Linked DNA regions of Mus musculus: regions 1 and 2 are each linked to region 3. Evidence: chromatin contacts called from public Micro-C and promoter capture Hi-C data. All regions are on one chromosome and are shown on one strand. The core of a region is the stretch at or near the end of the contact, and the rest is flanking DNA. Distances in the headings are between cores, read along the strand shown.

Region 1 (3,749 bases), core at 948-3,447, about 10 Mb after region 3:
GCCACCAGGTTCTGCCAGGACAGGACCTCCTGCAGCCTACCCTGCTTCACTCCCTCTAGGTACTGCCAGCCTGGAAGAAGACTCCATCTCCTTGACCTGAGCCTCCTTACTAGATTTTTATGCACATCCAAGGTTACTTTTTTGCAATGACAGATTGTCTTTATTCAAAACGTCTTTGTTCAACAAATGAACAGAGGAATGAGGGAAAAAATCCTTCTAGGTACATTTCCAAGACATTGTCCAAACATTTATGACCATGTAGGATGTTTATTATTATTATTATTATTTTAAGGTTTTGTCCACTTTCTACTTCCTGACTTCATTACCTGACATTCTGTCTAAAAGTAAACTTAGGTGTCTAGGAGTACTGCGGGTACACAAAGCGAAAAGCCACGTGGTTCCTTTTTGTTTTCTTTTTATCGAAGCAAACACGACCATAGTATGGTTTTAAACAGAAAGGTTTCCCTTCCTGAAGTTTTAAACTTTTAAGCCTTTCACCTCCCCACACACAGGAAGAGCAAATGGTGCCTAGCTGTGTCTGACGGCACAGCACCAAGACTCAGCTCTTTTTCTTCAGTGGGAAAGGAAAAAATATATATATACGCATATTCTAGATATAATACCAGGATCTGGGAGTTCCGAGTCCAAAGCCTATCCGCGGACAGTGAGGGGGACGTAAATAAAGCAAAACTGCCTACTTTTTTTTTTGTCCAAAGGGGGTACAGTCGAGACTTGCTTTGGGAGAGTCGGGAGAGGGGAAGAAGATGTGTAGCTTTCTAAATGTTTGCAAATTTCTGGCACCAGTCTGTGCCTTGGGTCCAGGATGATGGCCCTTCCCTTCCCCCCTGGAAGAGAGAGGCAGAGTCTGGGGTGGGCAAGGGGCAGCGGCAGGCCTGACCCAGAGGCATCTGCGGGCCAGACTAGGTGCAAAGGAAAGGATTCAGATCTCTGCTTCCACGCTACCCATCAGGTCCGGGCCAAGCTTGGGGTTACATGGCCGTAGCGTGGGCTGACGAATAAGGGTCTATGCCAGTCTTGGTCATGCCTGGGAAGAGGATGTAGGCGACAGGGGGCTGCAGGGTGGAGGCAGACCAGGCGGTACAGTTACAGGGCACCACGTAGCCCGGGTTGGTGGGGGACGGGTGCGTGTGCGTGTGCTGGCTGGGGCAGCTGAGACTGCCGAAGGCGCCGTTCTGATAGCCCAGGGTGGACGCGTAGGGCAGCGCGCTGGTGGCCAACGTGTGGGGCACTTCACCCATCTTCTGGATGGCACTGGAACTAAATTGCGCAGGGTCCAGCAGGGAGTAAGGTGCCGAGGCAGGCGGCAAGAAGGCCCGGGCTTTCTCGGGCGCGCTCAGGAGGCCGTCGGAAGCCCCCACGGGCAGGCCGGCCGCCTTGAGCGGGTCCGTGTCGCCCAGGTAGGGCAGGGGGAAGACATACCTGTCCTTCTTGAGCAGGTTCTTCGGCTTGCGCCGCGGCCGGTACTTGTAGTCAGGGTGCTCCTTCATGTGTTGGGCGCGCAGCCTTTTGGCTTCATCGATGTAAGGCCGCTTCTCTGCCTCGGACAGGAGCTTCCATTCGGCGCCCAGGCGTTTGCTGATCTCCGAGTTGTGCATCTTGGGATTTTCCTGGGCCATCTTGCGCCGCTGGCCCCGGGACCATACCATGAAGGCATTCATGGGCCGCTTGATGTGGTCTGAAGGTTTGGACATGGTCCCGGCGAGGCGGGCGGGGGCGGGGAATGCAGGGGCTCTGCGGGCGAGCCTGGGCGCGGTTGGCCGTCTGTCTTTCTGTCCGTCCTGAGCCCGGGACTCTGAACTCCCCTCGTCTCGGAGCCGCAGAGGGGAAATCAGAGAGAAGAGCTGACCCTGCAAAGTTTTCAACTGATCATGCCAGTCCCAGCCCCCAGGCAGCCCCCAGGGGGCCGAAGGGTAGGAAGGGCAGCGGGGATGAGAGGGCGCTCGGCCTGGAGTCTGTGGGCACCAGAGATTGGGGCCCAAGTACCAGAGTCTTGGGATTAAGTGGCTAGGTAATTTTCTGGCAAGGGCAGGAGATTCCTCCTTCGCTCCCTCTTCACCTTCGCCTTCTCTCCTTCCCGTCTCTCCCCTGGCTTCTCTGGCCGTGGCTCCCCCCCTCCCGTGGTTTCCGGGCGCTGCTTTGCCTAGCACTGCACCTGGCCGAGAATGCGGGGAGGCTGGTGAACTGCAGCCAAAAGCGGCGAAGTTCAAAGGCGAGGTGGGCCGGGACCGCACGCACTCTGACATAAGCGCGGGGCGGCGACTCCCCAACCTGGGCTCCAATCAGCAGCAGGGAAGGCGAGGGGGCGCACCTGCCAACTCGCGAGTAGTGGAAACCCGGAGCGTCCCTGATGGGGGCGGGGAGAGGTATGAGGGACAGAGAGACCGCCACCGCGAACAGAGCGGCTTGATAGCTCAGGATTCGGGGCGGGGGTTCACATTGTCTCTGGCACTGTCAAAAAATTAAAACTCTTCGTGACCCCTGTTTTTCTTCCCCAGTTGTTCAAAGGAGAACCGGTGCTTCTAATAATATAAAGACCCAGGAAGCTGTCAGCCAAGCCAGCAAGCCCAGAGCTCACGTAGATAAATAGGACAGTCCCGTCACCAAATGGGAAGACAGCACCCTCTACCCCCACCCCGCCCCCAACAACACACACTTGTCAAAGATCCTTGGGAGAGGAAAAGAATATATCAAACTCAGGCCAAAACCAAAATAAACTTTTCGCGCCAGAACATCTACGGTGCTTTGGTATCATTCTCCCAGGTTGGCTTTAGGCGGCGCCTCCACCTGTAATCCAGGACGCTCTGCGGAGCAGTTCTGGGTCCCTGGGGGTCGGAGCCAAGAGCTTTGAGCCGAGACCAGGATGCTTCATGCGGGCTTCGCAGAGGTTTAGAGTCCTGATTGGCAAGCCCTTAACACTCTTCACTTTGGGGGCCCTTGCCACTAGGACTCTTCACTTTGAGGGTTGAGTGTGGTAGGCAGAGGTCCATCCTGATTCTTATTCACCTATGTTATTATTATTAGGCGATTTAAAACTCGAAGCTTCCCTCAACGTCCAAACTGCAAGGGCAGAGGGAAGGCGGGGCTTGGGGACCTTCCTGGTCTCTCTTCTGCGCCTGCAGCGTGGAGCCTCAGGCTGTACCCTCTTAGCTAGGGTCAATTTTTCTCAGGGTGCCTTTTCCCACCCAGTGAGGATGGGGGCTCGTTTCTCGAGTCAGATGAGCATTCTTCGGGTAAAGAGGACGAAATAACCCGCCGAGCCAACCTGCGAGCCTGTTTTCTTTGAATAATTGCCTGGCCGATGCGAAATGCCCTTGGGGGAAATATTTATTAAATGGAAACCATTGTCCCGGGTCCTGAAGGACTGGAGTGTGTTCCAGACTTATTGGCTTTTGCGCTAGCCAGTCTCTCCCGGGAGGAGGACAGGCCGAAATGCCCACGGCGCAGTCGGCTACCAGAAGCTGCGAGTGGGGGTAGGTGGGCGGCAAGAAGGGAGGGCCTTTTTTTTTAATGTAGTGTGTTGTGTTTGAAGGAGAGAATTTATTTCCGCTTCCTATGATTGCAAAAACGTGGGGGCGGGGGGGGGGCGGGAAATCGGTCAGCTTTAGGGCTGTTCTTAACAGTGTTGGATGTTATTCCCATTTCACAGATGAGGAATAATTTCCGGGAGAACTGATCTTCATTCTGATTTATTTAGAGGCAGCTGGAGCCCCTACTTTCTGAGAAAACTT
Region 2 (3,350 bases), core at 611-3,110, 9.0 Mb after region 3:
TCAAAGTGGGAAGCACAAGCACACACTGTAGATAAATGGTCTTCGGACCGCTGGAGCCACTGGCCAGTGTGGGCTCGTGGCATTCTGGAGAACTCTTAAAGTCCAAGCAACCTGAAAGAAAGAGGTAGAAACAGGCACTGGGATAGCCACCTAGATGTGTGACTGGCACACATCATTCATTCAGACCATTATCCTTCACAACGTGTCTGATCACTCTTCCTCAGCCTCTCTCACACTTCCAAGACTGCAAACCTGTGTTAAGGCTGAGTGACAGGGCACACCTGATGTTGTGCTGGCACGGAAGGAATTCCTCTAAGTCCGTTTTCTATTTTCGGAGATGTAACTGGATCCCCACCAGACTTCGGCTATTATCTTAAAAACAAGGGGAAAGACTACTGTCCATTCGTGACTGGGACGCGAGAAAGCGCCTCCCCAGCCTGTGGTTTTCCTTCCTTACCTATGCTGGAAGGAGAAGATGCAGGTAACGGCTGTAAGGGTAGGAAGGACAAAGGAAGACAGGAAAAAAAAAAAAAAAAGAGGTTGTATCCACGAACCATGTTCATGGATACAACCATGTACTCTGGTGCTTGATTCATACACCTCACTAAGCAAAAATAAGCAAATACAAGTCTCACACATTGTACATATATAAGCATACCTGGGTTTCTGAACAGCACACTTGCGCAGTATCACGTGTGTCTTTAAGAACAGATTTTTGCCCCGTGCCTTCCACGCGTGACACTTGTGCACGCAACAGTCCCCAAAGCCCCTCAGCAACATCCTCGTCTGTGTCCAAGCCAGAGTACAAGGGATACCACTTGATCTTTAAAACACACACCCAAATTGTGGGATTGCAAGGCGAGTTCCAAGGAGAAAGCTGGTCCCTACATCCACCTCAGCACAGAGAAGCGAAACGTCCGATGCCAGTGAGCGGTACTCCTGGGTGTCTCTTCCCAGCGATCCTCTCCCCAGCCTCAATTGGGCTCAGAGAGCTCGAGGGACAGAGCAGGCCGAAGCTTCTGCCTTCCGTGACACGAGCTCTGAGCTGGTTTACCTCCAGCTGCCGCAAAGTTCGGCCACTCCACCCCGGTCCGGCCCCCTTGCCATCTCGCCCCTCCCTAAGCCTCAAAGCTAGAAGTCTAGCCCCAGCACAGCCCGAAGCACAGAGCAAAGGGTTTTGTTTTCTTTCACCTGAAAGCTGCCCAGAGGCTTGGATCACCTCTCCTCGCTGGGGTCAGCATTCCCGGGGCACTGGCAGGGCGCAGCGAGCCCCAACCAGGGCTTTTCGGCGAAGCAAACACCCGCAGATTTTCAAGACTCGTAAGAGCGTGAGGCAGGCTGTTGGCTGGGCCCGGGAGGCTCCGGAGGCTCGGGAAGGCCGGTCCAAGTTCTGCCGGCCGTTTAAAAAAAAAAGGAGACTTAGAGATGAACTCGCCCGTGCGCTGCTGGCTGCCCCGCTATAGGGGCGAAGGCCCCTGACGCAAGCGGAACTCTGCGGAGCCCATACGAATCAGAACGGAGCGAGGCTCCTGGCGCACTAGGGACTCCAGGAGGCGGCTGCGCCAGAGACGCGGGTCGCGCCTCGGGGAAACCGGGCGGTGGGGGGAGGGGAGAGCTCAGCCAAGAAAACCCACCGAGGCGGGGACTGGCCTGGGCGGGGAGGGGCGGCGGGGCCGGAGCCCCTCGCTGTTGGGCAGACTCCCGATGGCCAGAGGCTGACTTCCACTCCCGCAGACCGCTCCCCGGGGGGAAAAGAGAAGAGAGTGAGAGCCGCGCGAGGCCTCCGGTCCCCGCAGCCTGCAGAAGTTAGAGGCTCTGCGCCGAGCGCACACTCCTGCGCCCGCCTGCAAGGCGAGCCTGCACCAGGAGAGCACAGCCTCCGGGCTGCCCGGCCGCGGAGAGCCGGCTTTTGTCATGATGGCCAGCTACCCCGAGCCCGAAGACACGGCGGGGACCCTGCTGGCTCCGGAGAGCGGACGCGCAGTCAAAGAGGCCGAGGCGTCGCCGCCGAGTCCCGGCAAGGGAGGCGGGACAACACCGGAGAAACCAGACCCCGCGCAGAAGCCCCCGTACTCGTACGTGGCGCTCATCGCCATGGCGATCCGCGAGAGCGCCGAGAAGAGGCTCACTCTGTCCGGCATCTACCAGTACATCATAGCCAAGTTCCCGTTCTACGAGAAGAACAAGAAGGGCTGGCAGAATAGCATCCGCCACAACCTCAGCCTCAACGAGTGCTTCATCAAGGTGCCGCGCGAGGGCGGCGGCGAGCGCAAGGGCAACTACTGGACGCTCGACCCGGCCTGCGAGGACATGTTCGAGAAGGGCAACTACCGGCGCCGCCGCCGCATGAAGCGGCCCTTCCGGCCGCCGCCCGCTCACTTCCAGCCCGGCAAGGGGCTCTTCGGGAGCGGAGGAGCGGCGGGTGGCTGCGGCGTGCCCGGAGCTGGGGCCGATGGCTATGGCTACCTGGCGCCACCCAAGTACCTGCAATCGGGGTTCCTCAACAACTCCTGGCCCCTGCCGCAGCCTCCCTCGCCCATGCCCTACGCCTCCTGCCAGATGGCGGCGGCTGCGGCGGCCGCTGCTGCAGCCGCTGCAGCCGCCGGCCCGGGCAGCCCCGGTGCAGCCGCGGTGGTCAAGGGGCTGGCGGGCCCCGCCGCCTCCTACGGGCCGTACTCGCGCGTGCAGAGCATGGCGCTGCCTCCGGGCGTCGTGAACTCCTACAACGGCCTGGGGGGCCCTCCTGCCGCACCACCGCCGCCGCCACCGCCGCCGCACCCTCACCCGCACCCTCACGCACATCATCTGCACGCGGCCGCTGCGCCCCCGCCAGCCCCGCCACACCACGGGGCTGCCGCGCCTCCCCCGGGTCAGCTCAGTCCCGCCAGCCCGGCCACCGCCGCGCCCCCGGCACCCGCGCCCACGAGCGCGCCCGGCCTGCAGTTCGCCTGCGCCCGGCAACCCGAGCTCGCCATGATGCATTGCTCATACTGGGACCACGACAGCAAGACGGGCGCGCTGCACTCGCGTCTGGATCTCTGAGTGCCAACGCGCGCGGGAGCGGTCCCCCACCCCTATCCCGGGAGTGGAGGAGCCGAGCTCGGGTCGCAGCCGCAGCAGCCAGCCTGACAGCGCGCACTCCGGGACAGCTTCTGGATGCAGAGCCCTCGAGCGGTCTGCCCTTCCTCGGTCCGCCCCGCTCCTGCGACTCCGCTTTGTCGCCTCCGCTGCTCCTCCGGTGCTCTTCCCCGCCGCGGCCTCTGCTTTCCCGTGCTGCTGGCCGGAGGCCGCCCACTCCGTGCTTTCCGCGGGCCTCCTCTCCTCACCGCAGGGAGTGAGTCCCCGGCCGA
Region 3 (3,677 bases), core at 654-3,153:
TCAATGCAGCCCTACAGCCCTGCTCTACATCAGCCTCAATCTACTTCAAATCCCAACTCCTTCACTTTCCATTTGAGTGAGCCCTAAGTGTGTGAGCCCAAACCCAACCTCCACTGAAGGCTATAGAGAAAATGGAATGGCTGACCTGTGGCAAAGAGCTTTTAGCATAGGGCCCCTTACCAGAGATTTCCTTGGCCTTTTCTGCAACAGGCTTCCTAAAGGGAATTTACATAAAAACCTCAATCCTGAAAGTTCTGCTTCTACAAGAAGGCAAGGGAAGTTAGGTGGCTGCCTGCAGTCAGAACTCTGACATGGAAGCATCAGGAATTCAAGCCAGTCTGGGCTACATAACAAGATGCAGTCTGAAAAGAGAAGGGCTAGGTAGGGAAAAGATGACTGGGGCAGGAGAAAGGAGAAAATTAGAAAACAAGGGGGAAATTATTCCAATCATTTCACAGGCTCTCTCTTGTGCAAATCAAGTCTGCATGAAGGGGCTTAGCCCTCTGCCCTTTTTCTTTTGATTACCCGAGGAAGAAAAATTAACATCATTTAGGAACACGGGCCTGGGCCACTATGCCCTGAACTGGAATAGCTCCATTCCAGACTATGGTGCATGGTGTGTGTGTGTGTGTGTGTGTGTGTGTGTGTGTGTGTGTGTGTGTGTGTTTCTAAAGGGGGAAGGGCTCTCGCGGTTCTGTGAGGAAAGATGGTGTTGTTTTGTGTGTGTGTGTGTGTGTGTTTTTCTCTCTCCAGAGAGCTGCGAGGACACCCGTCCCGGCTGCAAACTGTCAGCGCCGGGCGCCGTTCCCGGTTTCAACGAGGCCGCTGCCCTCTGCGGCAGACGGCGATGCGCGCTCCCCGCACCAGAACCCGGCTGGCCCGGCAGCCCGCGCGCTCTGCCGGTGCAGCATGCGGGCGCTGTGACGTTCTCGAATAAATGCCGTGTAACTGTGTAGGCGAATTGAAGCTAAAAATAAGAACGGAAAATCTATCATTAAGGTATCATTGCGCCAGCGCAGCTATGTGAAGGCTCCCATGGTCCCAGGCGCCTGTGTTTGAAGCCCGCCTTCAGGCTTCTGGGATATTTGCTGAAAACTCCCACCAGTGGCTTGCCAGCCAGACCTTGGGGTTTATGGGGTGACACCGGTTATTATGGCAATGCTCAAAATGGAGCGGTCACCTCTTCCCACCCAAGTTCACCCCTTTTATTCTCGTGTCGCCGGCGAAGCCGCGAGGAATAGAGAAAAAAAAACAGACTCGAACGGTTATGAACAAACTAGTGCATCCCTTTTACTATCCACCTTCCTCCATCCACCTTGAATTAGAAAAATAAAGTAGGGAAAGAAGGTGAGAGAAAGCTGTAGGAGAGAAAAACGACAAATGGGGCCGACCCTAGGTCTAAGGTGCGCCGCGGCGGGGCGCAAAGAACACAAACTCCGAGGAGGCGAGCCTCCGGGGTGCCATTGGCTTGAACGAAAATTGATCTGATTTGGCTTAGAACACCCGAAGTAGAGAAGAGGAAAACAAGGAGGGAGGGGTAGGCGTGTATGTGTGCGTGTGCGTGCGTGTGTGTGTGTGTGTGTGTGTGTGTGTGTGTGTGTGTATGTGTGTGTTTGCGTGTGTGCGTGTGTTTGCGTGTGTGTGTCCGGGGAGGGGAGGAGGCGCCAAGGTGCAGCCTGCGTGCGGCTCTGCGCCTCGGCGGGGCTGCGTGCGTGTGTCCCTGTCCGCGCTGCTGAAACGGGCTCTTCGAGGGATTGGCGTCATATGACTCCGCCTGCTGCCCCCAGCCCTCGCGCAGACCGCCCTCCCCTCAGTTAGCTGAGGGAGGGTCGTGCAACATCCCCAGGGGCCCCCGCGGCTCTGCGGAGAGAAGAGGTTCCAGCCAGGAAGGGTCCAGCTAGGAGCGAGCACGGCGCCCGATCTCAAAGTGTAGATCTTGAAGGGGGCGGGGTGTGAGAGAGCGAGGGAGGGCGGGGGAGCGAGAGAGAGAGAGAGAGCGCGCGCGAGGGAGAGCGAGGGAGCGATTCAGAGAGCGCCAGAGAACGGCAGAGCGCGCACCGACGAGGGGCATTCGGATGCCTCTCTGAGATGTAAGTGCGTAGCAGTCTCTCAGGCCTTCTAGCATCATGCAGAAAGCCATCCGGCTTAACGATGGCCACGTCGTGACCCTGGGACTGCTGGCACAGAAGGACGGCACGCGCAAAGGCTACCTGAGCAAGAGGAGTGCGGACAACCCAAAATGGCAAACCAAGTGGTTTGCCCTGCTCCAGAACCTGCTTTTCTACTTCGAAAGCGACTCCAGCCCTCGGCCCTCGGGGCTCTACCTGCTCGAGGGAAGTATCTGTAAACGCGCGCCCTCCCCCAAGCGAGGGACCTCCTCCAAGGAGTCCGGCGAGAAACAGGTGAGGGAGCGCCGCGTCCCGACCTCCCGCGCCCCTGCTAAGGCCTTTGAGGGTTCAGGGCCTTCCATCCAGCTTTGGGGACAGAACTTTGACCCTCTCCTCTAAGAATTCAGGGCGTCTCAGCATCTTTCGCGGGAAGGACCGGCTGGACCAAATTGGGAGGGTGACCCTAGTGCGGGCAGAGGAGGCAGGGACTGCGGGTAGGGCGCCGCTACCAGCTGCGACCGCCCTTGGCAGGGTAAACCCCGTAGGAGTGGCGGGGGGGGGGTGTTGGTGGTGGCGGGGACAGGAAGCCTGAAACTTGGAGATAGAGATGAAGATGGGGTCCAAAGGACCTACTCGGGCAAGGAATTTCATCACCGTCCGACTTAAAATGGTGCCCCTAGCCCCATCCCAACCCCCACCCTCACCCCCATCCTTGATAGTCCCCATCTTCTGCCCGAAATGTGAAATTCCTTACACTTAGGCTTGGAAAGGGTGAGACAGACGTCGAAGCGTCGCGGTCCCCTGTCTCACGCAGCTAGGGGAGAATTATAATCTGCGCTAGCCTGGCCGAGTTAGGGAATTGGGGTGGGGGTGGGGGGCTGGGGAGTCGTTATTTTGTGTGATCTAGTGATGATGTGCTTCAGCTGGCTCTGGCCAGGCTAACAAACCCCAGGGTTTACAAACAAACGCTGAAATGCGCGGAGGCCAGGGCCAGGGCTGCTGCGAAGCAGTGGGACAAGTGGGTTCTTCTTTCCTCCCCCGCCCCTTGCGCCGCAGCGGCCGCTGCAGTCGCCGCGGTAGCGCTGCGCTCACTCGTTCATTCGCTTGTGGCGTTGTCCAAAAAGCAAGGCTAAAGGGCTAGGCCGCGATCTGCAGCGGGCCTAGACGTCAGAGACGCGCTAGTTTGCCATTGAAATGGGAGGGGCACGTGCAGCTTCTGGGTGGGAACCCTCAGGGAGAGAGATCTTTAAGCTTGATATCCCTCCCAAGGTATCTGGTCCCCTGACTTCTGGGAGGGAAGGAAAAATACATGACAGTGTATCCTAAAATGTCAGCTCTAGGAGAGGCCTGACATTCACAGGGCCCAGCCCCACCTGGCTATTTGCCCGGATGGAGACACTGAGGCCTAGAGAGGGAGAGGGGGAGGGGGGAGGAGAGAGAGAGATATTGATTGATTTTTTTTGCACAGCGTCATAGCAGGAGTCGACGTCGACGTAATGTTCTGAGAAGACAACCAACCAGGATCTCAAAAACATTCAGGCTGGTGGCAATTGAATTGACTGGGATGAC

Evidence for each region. Promoter capture Hi-C pulls out the DNA fragments that hold promoters and counts their contacts. A called contact is a pair of places that touch in the nucleus more often than the background predicts.
Region 1: a contact with region 3 is called in a Micro-C map of embryonic stem cells, with 11 times the contacts expected there. The contact joins the promoter of Sox14 here to the promoter of Rasgrf1 in region 3. A contact is called at or near these places in 1 of 39 promoter capture datasets (second pharyngeal arch cranial neural crest) and 3 of 484 Hi-C or Micro-C datasets (all in embryonic stem cells).
Region 2: a promoter capture Hi-C map of embryonic stem cells shows a contact between it and region 3. The contact joins the promoter of Foxl2 here to the promoter of Rasgrf1 in region 3. A contact is called at or near these places in 2 of 39 promoter capture datasets (cranial neural crest and embryonic stem cells).

What each region holds. Positions count from the first base shown.
Region 1 is chr9:99,873,973-99,877,721 of GRCm38.p6, forward strand. Sox14 (SRY (sex determining region Y)-box 14) reads right to left here and starts at 2,198. Exons shown (of 1, transcript NM_011440.1): 1 at 134-2,198. The coding sequence starts at 1,712. The coding sequence ends at 990.
Region 2 is chr9:98,953,747-98,957,096 of GRCm38.p6, forward strand. Foxl2 (forkhead box L2) reads left to right here and starts at 1,861. Exons shown (of 1, transcript NM_012020.2): 1 at 1,861-3,350. The coding sequence starts at 1,915. The coding sequence ends at 3,042. It overlaps Foxl2os (forkhead box L2, opposite strand), which reads right to left and starts at 1,564. Exons shown (of 8, transcript NR_003248.3): 1 at 659-1,564; 2 at 458-488; 3 at 282-372; 4 at 1-111.
Region 3 is chr9:89,907,872-89,911,548 of GRCm38.p6, forward strand. It overlaps Rasgrf1 (RAS protein-specific guanine nucleotide-releasing factor 1), which reads left to right and starts at 1,904. Exons shown (of 27, transcript NM_011245.2): 1 at 1,904-2,402. The coding sequence starts at 2,127.